Linked DNA regions of Mus musculus: region 2 is linked to region 1. A link is a contact called in public Hi-C data. All regions are on one chromosome and are shown on one strand. The core of a region is the stretch at or near the end of the contact, and the rest is flanking DNA. Distances in the headings are between cores, read along the strand shown.

Region 1 (7,036 bases), core at 1,221-3,720:
TGACAGGTGTTTGGAAGTTACCCAGGTGAGGAGGAGGGTGAGAAGATGATCCAGGAAGACAAAGCATTGATCTAAGCAACTGGGAGTCTCTTGAGAGCATGGCATGCTTCCTGCGTGTGTACATACAACCCTCTTCTCCTGCACATGCGTGCCTACGCTCTGCTGGGAATGAGTCTGCAAAGGAAGCCAGAGGCCCATCTTGAACAGCTCTGAGAGAATACGCTAGAGTTCAGGATGGTGTGCAGAATCACTGGCCATGGTACCCTGCTCCTTTCTGTTTTCTACCTGTCTTCTTCCCACCTTTTGCCTTTACTGTTTGTAAAGGCTGATGAGCTCGGGGGGGGGGGGGAAGCAGGTAGAATTTTAACACAGGGTCCACAATAGAGCAAGTGCAGAAGACATACCTGCTTCGATGAATGGATGGGAGCTAACACCCTGAATGTAAATGAAGGTCTCAAGTACTAGCGGCTCTAAGGAACAGTGCAATGACAGGAATGTCTGGGAGTATGCAATGTTATTTGAGTTATTTGAGTCTCTGGAAAGAATTGCAGCCTTTGAGTAACCCTAAAAGGACTCCAACTCCTAACTTACAGCAGAAAACTATCCAAGTCCCCTCTCTTGATCTGCAGTTGTCCTAAATCTTTCTATTGCCTAGAAGTTAATGTCTCAACTTCCTTTAAGTTACCCAAACCCAAGATGTCCTCACTATGCTGGATTTGGAGTGTTAACGTTGACTACAGTTCTCCTGTAATATAGGCTGCCTGGCATTCGGGAAAGCAAAGTTTCGAGGAAAGAGAGGAGGATCCCATGGTTTGTCCTTGACAAAGCTAGATGGGCAGATCACAGACACAGAAAGCAATCTTAGCCCGCTTACATCTTAAACGGACAGTGTGCTCTTGAACCATGACCTGTGCTTGCGTATACACTTGGGCTGCTCTCTGTGCTTGAGTAAGAACAGCTGCTTCTCTGACCTGAAGATATCTTTCTTTTCTGTGCTAATTTTTCTACTTAGTGCTGAGACAAATTTACTATGTTTGGGAACTGGCTAGAGGCACCTAATGCCTTTCATTTATGGCTAGCCAACTGAGGGAAAAACAATGGCCTCTCTCTCTCTCTCTCTCTCTCTCTCTCTCTCTCTCTCTCTCTCTCTCACACACACACACACACACACACACACACATTTAATATACTGTTCCCCAAGCCACTCACTGATATTGACAATTTCATATGTGGTTTCAGCATGAATCTGAAAAAGGGAAAGCCTCTTAATATAACCGCTAAAGCTTTTCATCTATGCGTTCAGTGCTTTTTAGCACAGCTTGAGGTTTTTTGTTTTTGTTTTCTCCCCTGAATGCAGCACGTTATTTATAGCACATTTATGGGCTACAGTCTTCTGGTCTGCAGGAACTGTTAGGATGTATTTGGAATCATATTGGGTCTTCTTTTCATGAAGGCTGATGGGAATTGTAGAATGCCTGTTGGGTCCTTTGCTATCAGGGATCCTAAATTCATGCAGCCTAAGAGGAAGTGGCCTTACCTGGGTTAGGAAGTGCACCCCGTCCACCGGCAGGTGAAATCCAATCCCCAATGTTTTGATGATCACTAGAATATTCAGCAAATTTTCCCTGCATAAAATGATCAGAATTTTAAAGTCACAAACGTCTGATGCATTTCTACCTGCATGTTAATGACATCAACATATATAACAGAACCGTTTTAGAATGTGGTCATCTGTATACAGGACTAAACTCCTATTTTATTGTCATATAGTATGATTTTCTGTAGACAGAATCTTGTGTGCCAATGGATATTATTTAATAATGACAATAATCTGTCTTAAATATATCAATTACTGTGTCTCATCCAAAGAATCCCTTATATAGCAATGGGGATGTTTTAGAGAAGGTTTTGAAAACTTTCAATATGCATGTATGTTCTGAGTCAAGCTCTTTCTCGGTAGTCCCTGTCTGATTTGAACTCTCTATCTTCCTATGTTAACCTCACAAATGTTTGAATTACAGGTATGTGCTACTACACCTGACTCAAAAATACATTTTGATCTTGGAGAATGTTTAAATTAGAATGTTCAATATCCTTGATTAGATGTAGAGCTATTTCAAAGTGTAAAATTTGCCTTTAAAATTTTAATTTTAAATCCTAAACCTGCCCCTTTAATAAGTCCTGGAATGGTCCTTTCGAAGAAAAGATGAAGGCATTGATCAATGACAGTGGCTACAGCAAGTTACCTCTTTAAAACCTTGTGAATAATTTGCAGGTGATTGGAATTAAGCCACTGGACACCACCAACAACCAATACCGTCTGGTCAGTATTCTCTAGGGGCTGTGATCTAAAATCCAGAAAGAAAAACAACACATGTTGCTTTAGAACAGATGGTAAACATTTTAACTGGATTGCCTCACATTTCAATGAACCATGTCTGGCTTCCTGATCACAAGACTTCCTTGTCATTTGCAGTTCGTTTTCGGCCACATTAGTGGGTATCTAAGCCTTTCAGCACATTCGATACACCGTGTGCAATTATGACCGCACAATGGTGGCATTTTGCCATTCACAGTAGTTCCATTGTACCTTTGCAAGAGATGTTCAAGTGCTTTCTCAAATGCTGGTCTCAATGAAGGCCTTATCCAGAACTGGGGATAGTAGGAGTAACTGATCGGACTCTTCCCACCATTGACACTGGGGTAGAGTTTAGTGCCATGCAGTTTCTGCCACTCCTGAAGTGTTTCATTCAGTCTCTCGATTAGATAGTACATCATCCCTCTGTTGGTGGAATCTCCTATGAAAAGAATCTGTAAAGAAAACATACCTGTTGTCATCAGGTGTTTACATGGTACATAATAAAAATATTTTATTAAGTGCTCACATAATTACACATCTAATTGAAGTATAGCCTTTAATAGCAACATCCTTAATCTCTTACATCATAACATCCACCAAACCTTTAATTTATTTCTCCTGCGTTTTTAGTAATAATGCTATCTCCTGATCAACTAATTAATGTGTGAAACTTTCCTTTCATGTTATTTCTAATTTTTCTATCTCCCTTAATATCCATCACTTTACATTCTTCTAATTGGGTAACAAGGTTCATTGATATAAAGATGCATGTTATATTGCAGAACTCTCAGGGTACTTAGGATTTTCAATCTATATTTTGTAGATGTGCAAACTCAGAACTCACTGAAGTAGCTCCATAGAAAGCATGCCATTACTCAAAAACAGACAGAAAGTTACACAAGGCTGGGGTCTTTTCGAGCAGTGCTTCCCACCTCTTTTGCAGGTCCTAGTGTCATTTGTTTTTTCAGTGATGTCTGCCATACTGCCAGAACAGCCCAGCCTCAGGCTCATCCGACCTCAAAGCTGTACTGTTGTAAACACACCGCTCACTTTTTTTTCCACTCCAATTCATTTAGCATTCTCTCATTTGCACATTCAAAATAGTATTCGATCACCATTGCCTACAGAGTCAATTCTGAACTTTTTGAATTCAGCTAACAGTGACTGAGACTTTATTGCTTAATAGTCTCTGTTCTGTGGAGATTGCCACAGATGGGGAATTTGAGACTCGGGAAGACTGGGGCCATAAATCTCATGAATAGTGAACACAAGACTCAAACCCTGACTCTGTGACTTCAAGTGCAGGTCAGTGGCCCACCTTCTTGTTGCATCTCCTTGTATTAGTGGGGCAGACCTAGGCTTTCTCAGGGAACATGATTTGTATTTGACAACATCTGTTTTTCCCTTGTGCTAATCCATCTGCCTCAGGAGTTCCTCCCTGGACAATCCCACCCGTCAAGCATCAGAACCAACGTAAATGGTGCTCCTAACAAAGGTCTCCCTCCCCTAGTGTCTCAGCTAGAGCGACTCACTCTGTGTTCTGCAAGTCCATTAAATTTTAGCTTCGTTATAGATTTTTTAGCAAAGGCTACATGACGTTATGGCTACTTGCACGTGTGTCTTTTCCACTGTATCCTATCAAGTATTTGAAAGGTAAACTTTGAAGTCTGCTTTCCCTCACAATGCCACGTGTACACAAGAAAAGTACTTAGTGAATTGAATGTAATATGACTTTTCCCATAGACAATTCCCTTTGAATGCTTTTTTAACTCATTCTTCAGTTGGTTTATTTCTCCTCTTTGAGATTTTGTTTGTCTCTTAGTGATGCACATATTTCCTGTGTCACACTTGAGACAACACACACTGCCACCAGTTCCCATATTCACACCCACAGTGGATTTACTAAGAACCTGCAAAGGCTTATATTTTCCACGGAAACCTAGAAAGTGGCTCCAGATGCAATACTGTTGTCATAAACGTGGTTGCTAAACAGAAGAACACAGCAGAGCCCTCGATAATAATCTCAGTCAAATTTCATTGGGTGATAATAGTATAGCACACTAAAATAGTGAAAGAAATCAAATGGATTCTTGCTAGGCTTTGCAAGATTTGTTTTGATGGTCTAGATTTTTAGTTACAATAAGGAGATTTATTTTTAGTGGTGGAGATTGGACCCTGACCCTCATTCCTGCTCGGTAAGCATCCAGTCACTGAACTGTCACTAGTTCTTTACCTTCCATTGTGAGACAGGGTCCGAGTGGCCCAGGTTGGCCTTGAACTTGCTGTGAGGCTCAGGCATGTCTTGAGTTTGTGAACCTATTTATTAAGTCTCACCAAAGGGCTGGAATTGCAGGTTTGTGGCACCAGGTTCAAGAGACTTCTTACTTTTCAGAGGATTTTGAGCCACCAGGAAACCTCTTCAGGAAGTAGGGATGACTCACTTCCTTCTGTAGTAGTTTCTTGGGGCTCTTTACCACAGACAGAATTCAGCTTCAACAACAGAAATGTTTCATCAACATTTCTGGAAGCTAGAAATACGCATCCAAGGGCTGACAGGATTATTTCCTTCTGGAGGACTCTTCAGCTGGTAGATGGTGGTCTTCGCTGTCTTTCTGTGGTCTTCCTCTGTACATTTGTGTCCTAATCACTTATGTAGACTCTGGCCATACTGGGTTTGGTATCTTGTTTTATTCTATTTGCCTCTTTAATGGTTTTATATATGACTTTCAGAATGTTCTGGGTTATTAGAAGGCCTTTGAAGTTCAGCATATGAATTTGATGGCAATGATACAATCCAACTCAGAACACTAAGTTAAGAATCATTGAGATAGAACCTTTTGTTATTATTCTGTTAAGATAGGGTCTCTATGAAGCCAAGACTGGCCTTTAATTCATGATCCCCTACTCTGAGTACTCTCACTGGGACACTGGAGTCTCTGTAGTGGATTGGGAACCAGTAAGAACTCCATGCAGATTGGTAGACACTGTATGCTCCCTGATTAGCAAACCAGTTCTGCTACACATTACTCTTTAATGTAGGTGGCTCTAGACGGTTGTCAAGACACAGGTCAGGGAAGAATCAGCTGGAGGGCTACTTTATCCAAATCTTTCCATTTAGGAAAGGTTAGAAATAATAAAAATCTAACTAAAACATTCAGCCATGATGTGAAGGTCGTTCTGTCAATGAAAAAACTTTGACAGAGGTAAATTGGTGTTCTTAGTAAGGAAATACATCTAACTTCAATCCTTCTGCTCATTCAGTACACAGAGCACAATTAAACAATATTATGAATTACAGGTTGGCCTTTCAGTCATGTGATTCATATTTAATCTTTATGTATTTTAGATAATTCAGTTTTGTTAAATCAACAAAGGAAATAAGTATTATTCCTTTTCTTGAAGGATAAATTTCATTTTAAAAGACATATTATTATAACAAATATCTGTATCTGCCTATTGATTTGACAAATAGTCCCCCATGAGATGCCTTACACTGCCTTACACTGATGTTCAAAGGTATTGATTGGCATAGGTAATCAAAGAGAAAAGAGTAACAATTTATAACAATAATCAACTTTGGTAATAAAATGCTAAAATAACTAACCCCTAACCTCAAATTAAAGAAAATTTAAGAACCAATGACCTTATGGGGATCTGGAAAACAAATCACTTCATGCATTGCTAAGTGCCAGGAAAGTAGACTTTTTTGGTCTTTATTCTCTTGTTATACTCTTTAATTTTTTTTAATGATTTGTTTTTAATTTATGTGTGTTGGTTTTTGCCTGCATGTATGTCTATGGGAGGGTAACAGATTCCCCGGAAATGGAAATACAAACAGTTGTGAGCTACCTTATGGGTGCTGGGAAATGAGCCCAGGTCCTCTAGAAGAGCAGCCACTAGAGTTCATAACTGCTGAGCCATCTTTCCAGACCCATTTTTCTATTATATAACTCTACAGTGACTTTAGCATTTCTGATTGGCACAAAAGTATGTCCAAACTGGTCAACTAGATAGGTTAAAATGGTTGTTTTGTTTACCTGGACCCACTGTGATTCTTAGGAGCCTCAAGGTTGATAAGCAAGGTTCTCAGGAGATAAATGTCTACCTGTCAATGAGACGAGGGGCGGCTCAACTGTGATACACAGCTGAGATGGGGGAGATGGCTAATAAGGTTTAAATCATAATGTAAATATAGCTCTACAAAATGCTTCTCTGTAAATTTTGATATAGTTATAATGAATGTTTTCCAAGTATGCATTTTAATTATATTGGCTTTCACACACAGCCAAAGTTGCTATTTGGGGTAGAAATAAACTTTAGGATGAAAATTTAAGCAACCTGTTCTCCATCACAAAAAACTAGGCAAGAAAACAAACAAACAGCTGTGCAATGGCAGATAGATTTATTCCTCTACTTTGGACAAAATGATTTGTCTCTACTGTCATCGTGGCTGGTCTCTTGCAGAAGGAGGGCATCATGATTAAGTCACTCTTAACTGGAGATGATGAAAAGAAACACTCATGCCTTCTTGTCCACCCCAATTATTGAGACTGACAAGAGACAATGAATTGTGTAATCTTTATGGAATTCATGTGTTACTAAAGGCATATTATAAGTCAGCCAAACTCCAAAAATTTAGACGCCTATGTAACTTGAAAACACTACTTAAAAATTTAC
Region 2 (7,036 bases), core at 3,153-5,652, 54 kb before region 1:
GTTAGTCATAAGATGAGCTTCTGAGGTTTTTGTTTTGTTGTTTGTTTGTTTGTTTGTTTGTTTTCTTTTTGGTGAAATATTTAAATCACTATCAAACTGTTTAAATAACAACTAATAATGAATACTTATGTAACTGTTTTCTCATCCTTTAAACATAGTGATTTGATGCGCCCTGGTGATTTTCTTGAGCAGAATGCTAGAGTTTAAAGGAACATAGGTTAATTGCATTTATCTTCTTTCCTATTAATATGTTAGAAATAGCAACTATTCCTTTACTTAAAGTCAGTCAGCATCTCGTTCTTACTTTCACAAGGAGAAACCTTAAGGCATGCAGTGCTGAACTTGAGCAGCTGGGGAAAAGGCATGCAGCTAACAGCGGTGCTGAACAACAGCAACTGTTAGCAACAGAAAGTCCACTTCTGAAGTTCCTACATGAAGCTGCGGGAGACTTTCATAGCCTACTCACGGAGCAGTCTTGTTTTCTACTTTACCTGTTTGAATTGCATGTTCAAATGAAATGGAAATGCAGATGCAAACTTCAGGAGTTGTGGTAATATTTTACTGATACTTCTAGCTTTTTAGTATTTTCAACGAAAGCAAGCAGTTGAATAAAGAAAACTGGCTGAATCTTCTAAGCATTGTGAATGAGCCTCATTATTCACTTGCCAAAAGTGTAAAAAAACAAATATAACATATACTTTAACTGTTCCTAAGAGATACTGCAACTTGTCTGAGTTTACTTCAGGAAGCTGTTGAAGTTTGGCAATTCACTATAACTTTCCCAAAAAGACTAACATGTTTATGAGTACATATTTTCTGTGACATAATAAACTTTTTAAGACAGACACATCGACATATAGTGTATATTATTTTGAATTTCCAATTACCTGTCAATTTTCCATAAACAACATTTGCTGAACAAAAAAAATAGTGGTTGTAGTTTCCCTAAGAACACTTATTGGAGAAAAATATAAACCTGACAACATATTAACACATTTAAGAATTGTTGTCTACTAAACAGTAGATTTAAAACAATAATCAAAATTCATATGAGGGGATAACACATGATTCGGCCCAATAAATGATAGATACAAATCTCATTCTGGAAATGCCAGAAATCAGTCTATCTCACAACCAATAAAACAACAGGAGCGTGTATATCTTTTATTTAATAATGTTTTGATATACAAAGTGCACCAACATTAATACACGCTGCTGCGGAATTCAACTCGTATTAGTGGTGTTTGTCTAAATGAAACCAACATAGTCCATGCACACTCAGGAAGGAACAGCTGCCTATTTTATTTCTTATAAACTGTCAGCGTTTGACTCTTAAATCATTGGCATTGATTCACCCGGAAGCATTAATCTCAGTATTATTTACCCAGTGACACTAACGTTTTATTCAATTTCCCAATACATACCTGCCGCCCCGCTTCGTTGTTGTGTAGATTCATGGCTAGCAGGACTCTGCTTTCTTTTCCTGTGGTGTTTCTGATGGGAAGATCTAGAAACTTTCTGCTGAACCACATGCCGTACTGGACATCATCCGAGCATCCTCCCCAGTGCCAGCCTTCACTTGGTGAGCCACCATTCTGCAAGGTGGTGTCACAGGAACATTCGGTCATGTTGCCTGCACTGCATGACCTGGTGACAGAGTGCACCAGGCCCGCTGCCATGATGGCATAAATGAATGCTGTCTCCTTGGTGCCTAGGAAGAAAACATTGATAAATGACAGAGCCGGCACTTTCTGTCGATATTCAGCCCTAACCTAAACCTCTCACTTGTTGTCTTAGGAGGCAATCGATTTTTTCAAGCGTTTACAGAGAATGCTATAATGTGTGAATATTTGGAAAGGAAATCTACTATCCTAGACTTTTTTCTTTTTTCTTTTTTTCTTTTTAAAAAGCAGCATTATTGTTCTGTATTCCACATAGGGATGACACATGTCATATTGTCACCCACTCTCCTCATATATTACAATTCATGTTTTTAAAAAATGTGTAACCTTCACGAGTACCTGCCTTAGTGGTTCATAGCCAGAAGTAGCTTATTAGTACATGTTGAATGTAAATCCTTTATATGGACAATGTAAATGGGCAATTAAAAAGGAAACAGATTCCGTATCTTTTTTTTTTTTTTTTGAGTATGCTGCTTTCACAAAATACAATCAGAAAATTTTGGTGTGACCTTTCTTTAAATAGATACTATGCAAACTAAAATTAGCAAAAATCAAGACAACTGGTAGATACATATTCGTTTTCTTTCACATCAAAGATAAGGTTTTAAAGGGGGAGAATATGATGAATAACAATCACTGGTATTGAGTTGTAAACATTTTACACAGTGCAGTGCAGCTGGCTTTATGGTCATATAACTAATGAGAACAAGATCATTGAAAACTTGTAAAAATGCATTGTTGTGGAAAAGTATACTATTTTGAAACAGTTGCACTTTGTACTCCATCAGTAAAGTTGGAGTTAAAATCTTTGAAATCAAATTTCCATTAAGACATTCATAAAACAGACTCGGAAGGACTCAGCAGGCAACTTTTTTCTTTCCAGATGTTTAGATTGGAATAGAAACTGCTTCACGCCGGTTGTCCAATAAACCTTTTCGGTAACGAATGCTTCTGCATCTCAGCAACTGTTTAGGACACATTCTCTCTCTTTCTTACTTTTTCTTTCTCCTCCTGGTTCTTAGCCCTTACCCCACCCCCACCCCCAGGCCAGGGATCCTTCAGCATCACTTGCCAGACAAAACTCAGAGCTGGGACGCACAGCTCTGTGGAGGCGCGTGCAGAAACTGACTGGAGAAGGGTCAAAGTGCAGTACGAACGGAAATGAACTTTAAAAAAACGACAGCGCATCTTTCAGTGCCTCAGGCCTAAAACTCCTACTTTGCTAATATCTCAGGAAGCATCCTAGCACCACTAGCCCCGCTAAGTCACCACGTCTGTAGGAAGAACTTTTTCTTTTTCCACCGCACTTTCCCCGTACCGCAGAGAGAGCTCCCGCCCGGTCAAGGAGAGATGGAAGAAACAGAAAAGTGGGGGACACAGAAGTCGCGCTCAGGTGACAGTCCCTTAAAAAAAAAATCACCATCGTGCACTAAACCTGGTGTTCCCAGGAGTCAGTAAAACGTGCGGCTGTGCTTCAATTGCCACTTGTCCGCAGCTCTGGGCGCCACAGAGCTGCTTAAATCAAAGCAGATGCGGCTGCATCATTCTCGGCTGTAGACCTCATGTTTGTCCAGCTGGTCACCCACGGAGCGGGGCGCCATGGGGTCCTTGGGGTCGACGGGATAGGAACTCAGTTTTTCTGAAACTTTGGCAGGGGCCAGGGGAAGCAAGGAGAATTTCAGCCCTTCTAAGAGTCCTTCTGTAGATCTCGGACGTCCCTCCCCAGGGCCGCACCTGCACACTGGGGGCTGGCCCTTGTTGCCCCAGTTTTCCCCCACCCCCACCTCGCACCAAATGTTCCATATTGAAGACCTTGCCAGCACCGAATTGTGCAGGCGCTATACACTCTATCGAAGGAACGCGCAGAAAAGCTGTCGCCTTGTATGTCCTACCATCCCCGAGGGTCCTGGTGACTCACCGCTACTCAGCTCATAGCCAAAGAGGGGGGCTGTGGCGAGCTGGGTGGAAGTGGTAGTGGCGACCATACAGTTCCACCTCTCGTGTCGGAACTGGCTTCTGCACTCCTGAATGCCCAGCCTGGCGCCCTCGCGGATGCTAGGCAGCAGGTACGGTTTCCTCTTGCACAGCTCCTTCTGGCGGCTGTTCAGCGGCAAGTCGGCGCAGCCCAGCTTCTCCGGTACCCCGAAAGAGGCGATGCCCAACCACCTGTAAGACGCGGCACCCCTGAGGTAAGCCTCTCCCCTTTCCCTCCCCCACCCCAAAAGCATTAGGTCAGCGTTCCTAGGGTCTCCACCCCTTCTCTCCCAGCCTCAAGTTGAAAGCCCACTAGTTGGGTCATTCCTTTGACCAGCCACCCTATATGCCTCCACAGAGCCCATACTCACATCCAGTTGCCCTGGGTTCCGCAGGGGAGCAGCGACAGCACGGCTGCCCACAGCGCACACAAGCTGGGCAGGGCCAGGAGCGCCGCTCTGTCCATGGCCCACGCATGGAGACCCCCAGCCCCAGCCACTCCTCCTCTGTCTCCTCTCTCCAGAGGCCCGCAGGGCCTGGGGTCAGTTTCTTAGCACCCAGTTGTTCCTTGCTCTCTTTCCCCTGGAAGGTAACATTAAACAGGGCAGCAAGGACAGAGACTATCAGCAGTCCCCTAGGCAAGATAAGGCGGAGAAAGTAGCCTAAGGTCCTCTGGCGCAGAGGTGAGGATGAGCTGGAGATGCGGGAGCTTCCCTCACTTTCCAAGGTGAGAAACTTCTGCTGATGTCTCTGTGTCTCCATCGCCCCAGGCTTCTCCTCGCATCTCCTCCCCCCCTGACCGCGCCTGGAGTCTGATTGGCTCAGCAGCAACCCTGTACCTCACCATCTGGAAACTTCAGTGTCTCATTGGCTAACAGTGGGCTCTGCGGGGGGCGCTCCTGGGCTGAGCCTCCGTGACTGTCTAACTAGACCTGGGAGTGTCACGACCTTTCCTCCTCTCACAATGTCCTTAGAGGAGGTCACTGCGAGACTGAGTCAAGCGGAGAGCAAAGAAACGATGAGCACTTCTTAGCATCCTTGAGAGAAAATCTAGCCACATCTAGATTTACCCTTTGAGTAAAAAGGGTAAAGGTGTGGGGGGGCCCGAAGGGAGGGGGGCGGAGCACTCTGCTCTTCTTTCTTGTATTTCTCACTGGTGAATTATCTTTATAAGGTCAGAATTGATACCACAAAAAGCTGATCTTTCCACCCTTGGAAGCGGAGAGGATAGGCGAGAAGGGTTCTTTTCGTGTCATTGTATACACATTTATTTCCAGCTTTCCATCAAATTTCCCCGTATTTTACTTAGGTTCTGTGATGGCTTTTCTCATTTGTCTTATTTCTGTAGCTTTTGGGAGCACAGGCTTTTCTAAGGGGGAAAATGGCAGGCAGACAAATGGGTGAGAGCTGACTAGAGCATTCCAAATAGATGAACGCTGTCCCTACCCTCTTCTGACCCACACTGACCCCACCCCCCACCCAAGGATACCTTCCACAGGGCTACCGAGTGGAAACAACGACAACAGAAATCCTGCACCCACACCAACTGCATGCCCAGACCTATGGAAGTTTGTGGAAATAAGACCCCTTTCCACCAGTGTAAAACCCAGCCAGGCAGACAAATCTAAGGCCAGATGAATTCTGATCATCAGTAACAGAGATTATAGGTAAATGGAATTGGCAGCTTAGGCTTTCACCAAATGTACTTTAGAAGCAGGAAGGGTTCTGAGAAGCAGTCAGAGTTTTGTCTTCAAGAACCCTTTGAAGGTGCCAGGAATATGCTTTGTTGTGGTATCAGAGAGCCCCGCCTCCTCTACTTACAGGCACAGGGTTTTCACCTGCTCCCAAGAGGACATCTGGAATGTTAGTAAACTCTCCAGGTGCTATCATCTCGGTGGGTGACCACACTTAGCCTCAGCGCTGAAAGGCTTGGACAGCTTTTGCTTGCTTTTAATACTCAGCCTCACTTAAGGTCAATCAAAGCTCACTCACACACCCATCCTGTCCCATTCACTCCTTTATCCAGCAAGCACTGCGCGCACACTACGTACCAGGTCCTAAAACCACACTGTAATTTTTAGAAAGTCAAGTTGATGATAGGGTATGGTTACTGATCCAGAAATATTTTGGCTAATAGCTAGTGGCCTCTCTGAAAGTCGGAGCCTTTATCCAAGCCCACTTTATCCTCTAAGCCTCTCCAAGAAGGGACCAGAGTACACCCATAGCTGTTCCACGGCCATTGGTCCCGGAGAAGCAGATAGTCTTTTGAAGCGCAGCTCACAGAGTGGATTAACATGATGAGGAACATCCCGAACAGATGCCTAAGTGGCCTAAAGGCTGAAAATAGAGACATTTCTTCCTTGTAAGGGAAACTGGAGAGGGTGCAATCTTGGGTTTGGGTAGAGGGTGTGGAGAACATCAATTGCTTAAGCTGATTTTTAAAGGCCAACTGTGTTTGATTTTTTTTTTTAATTCAGAAATATATATTGAGACTGCTTTGGGTTAAAATGTGAGACTGGCACTGAACCACACAGCTGTAGAGATCATAATTTACTTGACAAAACAGACAAGTAAACTCACAATTACATTCTGATACAGTCAGTGTGGGAAGTAAAGTGTGCCGTGAACACACAGCGAGGATAATCCAGAGTTGTGGGCCAAATGGACGAGCCTGCTGAATCCTGCCTTCATGTTTCCTCTAGGGATCCAGTGCTGCACAGGCATTCTGCTAAAGCCTTGGGAGAGACATCAGAACATGCCATTTAGGGAATCAGCCCACCAGCACAACATTTTCAGGTCCAAGACAGTCCTATAGTGTCTCTTTCATGTGGTCTAGGGCTTTTATAACAAAGTAGACGTGTCCATTAGTTCACCCAGCTGGAGGGGTACACTTGACATTCAGTGAGCAGACAGGTGAGTGCCAGGCTCTGTGAACTTTCACAAGTGAGAGCCTGTTATATGCCCGCAGATTTCCTTTTACTCTGTCTCTTTCTTCTTTTCATTTTTTTTTTAAAAAAAGATTTATTTATTGTTATATGTAAGTACACTGTAGCTGTCTTCACACACACCAGAAGAGGGCATCAGATCTCATGACAGATGGTTGTGAGCCACCATGTGGCTGCTGGGATTTGAATTCAGAACCTTCAGAAGAGCAGTCAGTGCTCTTAACCACTGAGCCATCTCTTCGGCCCCTTTTCTCTTCTCTTCTCTTCTCTTCTCTTCTCTTCTCTTCTCTTCTCTTCTCTTCTCTTCTCTTCTCTTCTTTTCTTTCTTCCTTCCTTTCTCTCTCTCTCTCTCTCTCTCTCTCTCTCTCTCTCTCTCTTTCTTTCTTTCTTTCTTTCTTTCTTTCTTTCTTTCTTTCTTTCTTTCCTGTCCGCTAC

The links. A called contact is a pair of places that touch in the nucleus more often than the background predicts.
Region 2: a Hi-C map of uterus shows a contact between it and region 1. The contact joins the promoter of Wnt16 here to the enhancer-like site in region 1. A contact is called at or near these places in 2 of 39 promoter capture datasets (macrophages and second pharyngeal arch cranial neural crest), 1 of 15 datasets of contacts at CTCF or cohesin (the NIH/3T3 cell line), 9 of 484 Hi-C or Micro-C datasets (bone marrow-derived macrophages, embryonic fibroblasts, macrophages and 3 more), 1 of 115 datasets of contacts at active chromatin or transcription factors (the HPC-7 cell line) and 5 of 9 other capture datasets (adipose tissue, bone marrow-derived macrophages, liver and 2 more).

The regions. Positions count from the first base shown.
Region 1 is chr6:22,229,220-22,236,255 of GRCm38.p6, reverse strand. It overlaps Cped1 (cadherin-like and PC-esterase domain containing 1), which reads right to left. Exons shown (of 22, transcript NM_001081351.1): 18 at 2,591-2,811; 19 at 2,247-2,348; 20 at 1,538-1,625. Among named protein-coding and RNA genes, the nearest start is that of Wnt16, 55 kb to the left of the region's middle. Within about 2 kb of position 2,470, at least 4 of the 459 cell types and tissues checked have an H3K27ac peak or open chromatin away from gene starts, as enhancers often do. A contact at or near this core is called in uterus, where this site is marked.
Region 2 is chr6:22,285,593-22,292,628 of GRCm38.p6, reverse strand. Wnt16 (wingless-type MMTV integration site family, member 16) reads right to left here and starts at 4,402. Exons shown (of 4, transcript NM_053116.4): 1 at 4,028-4,402; 2 at 3,601-3,848; 3 at 1,425-1,711. The coding sequence starts at 4,122.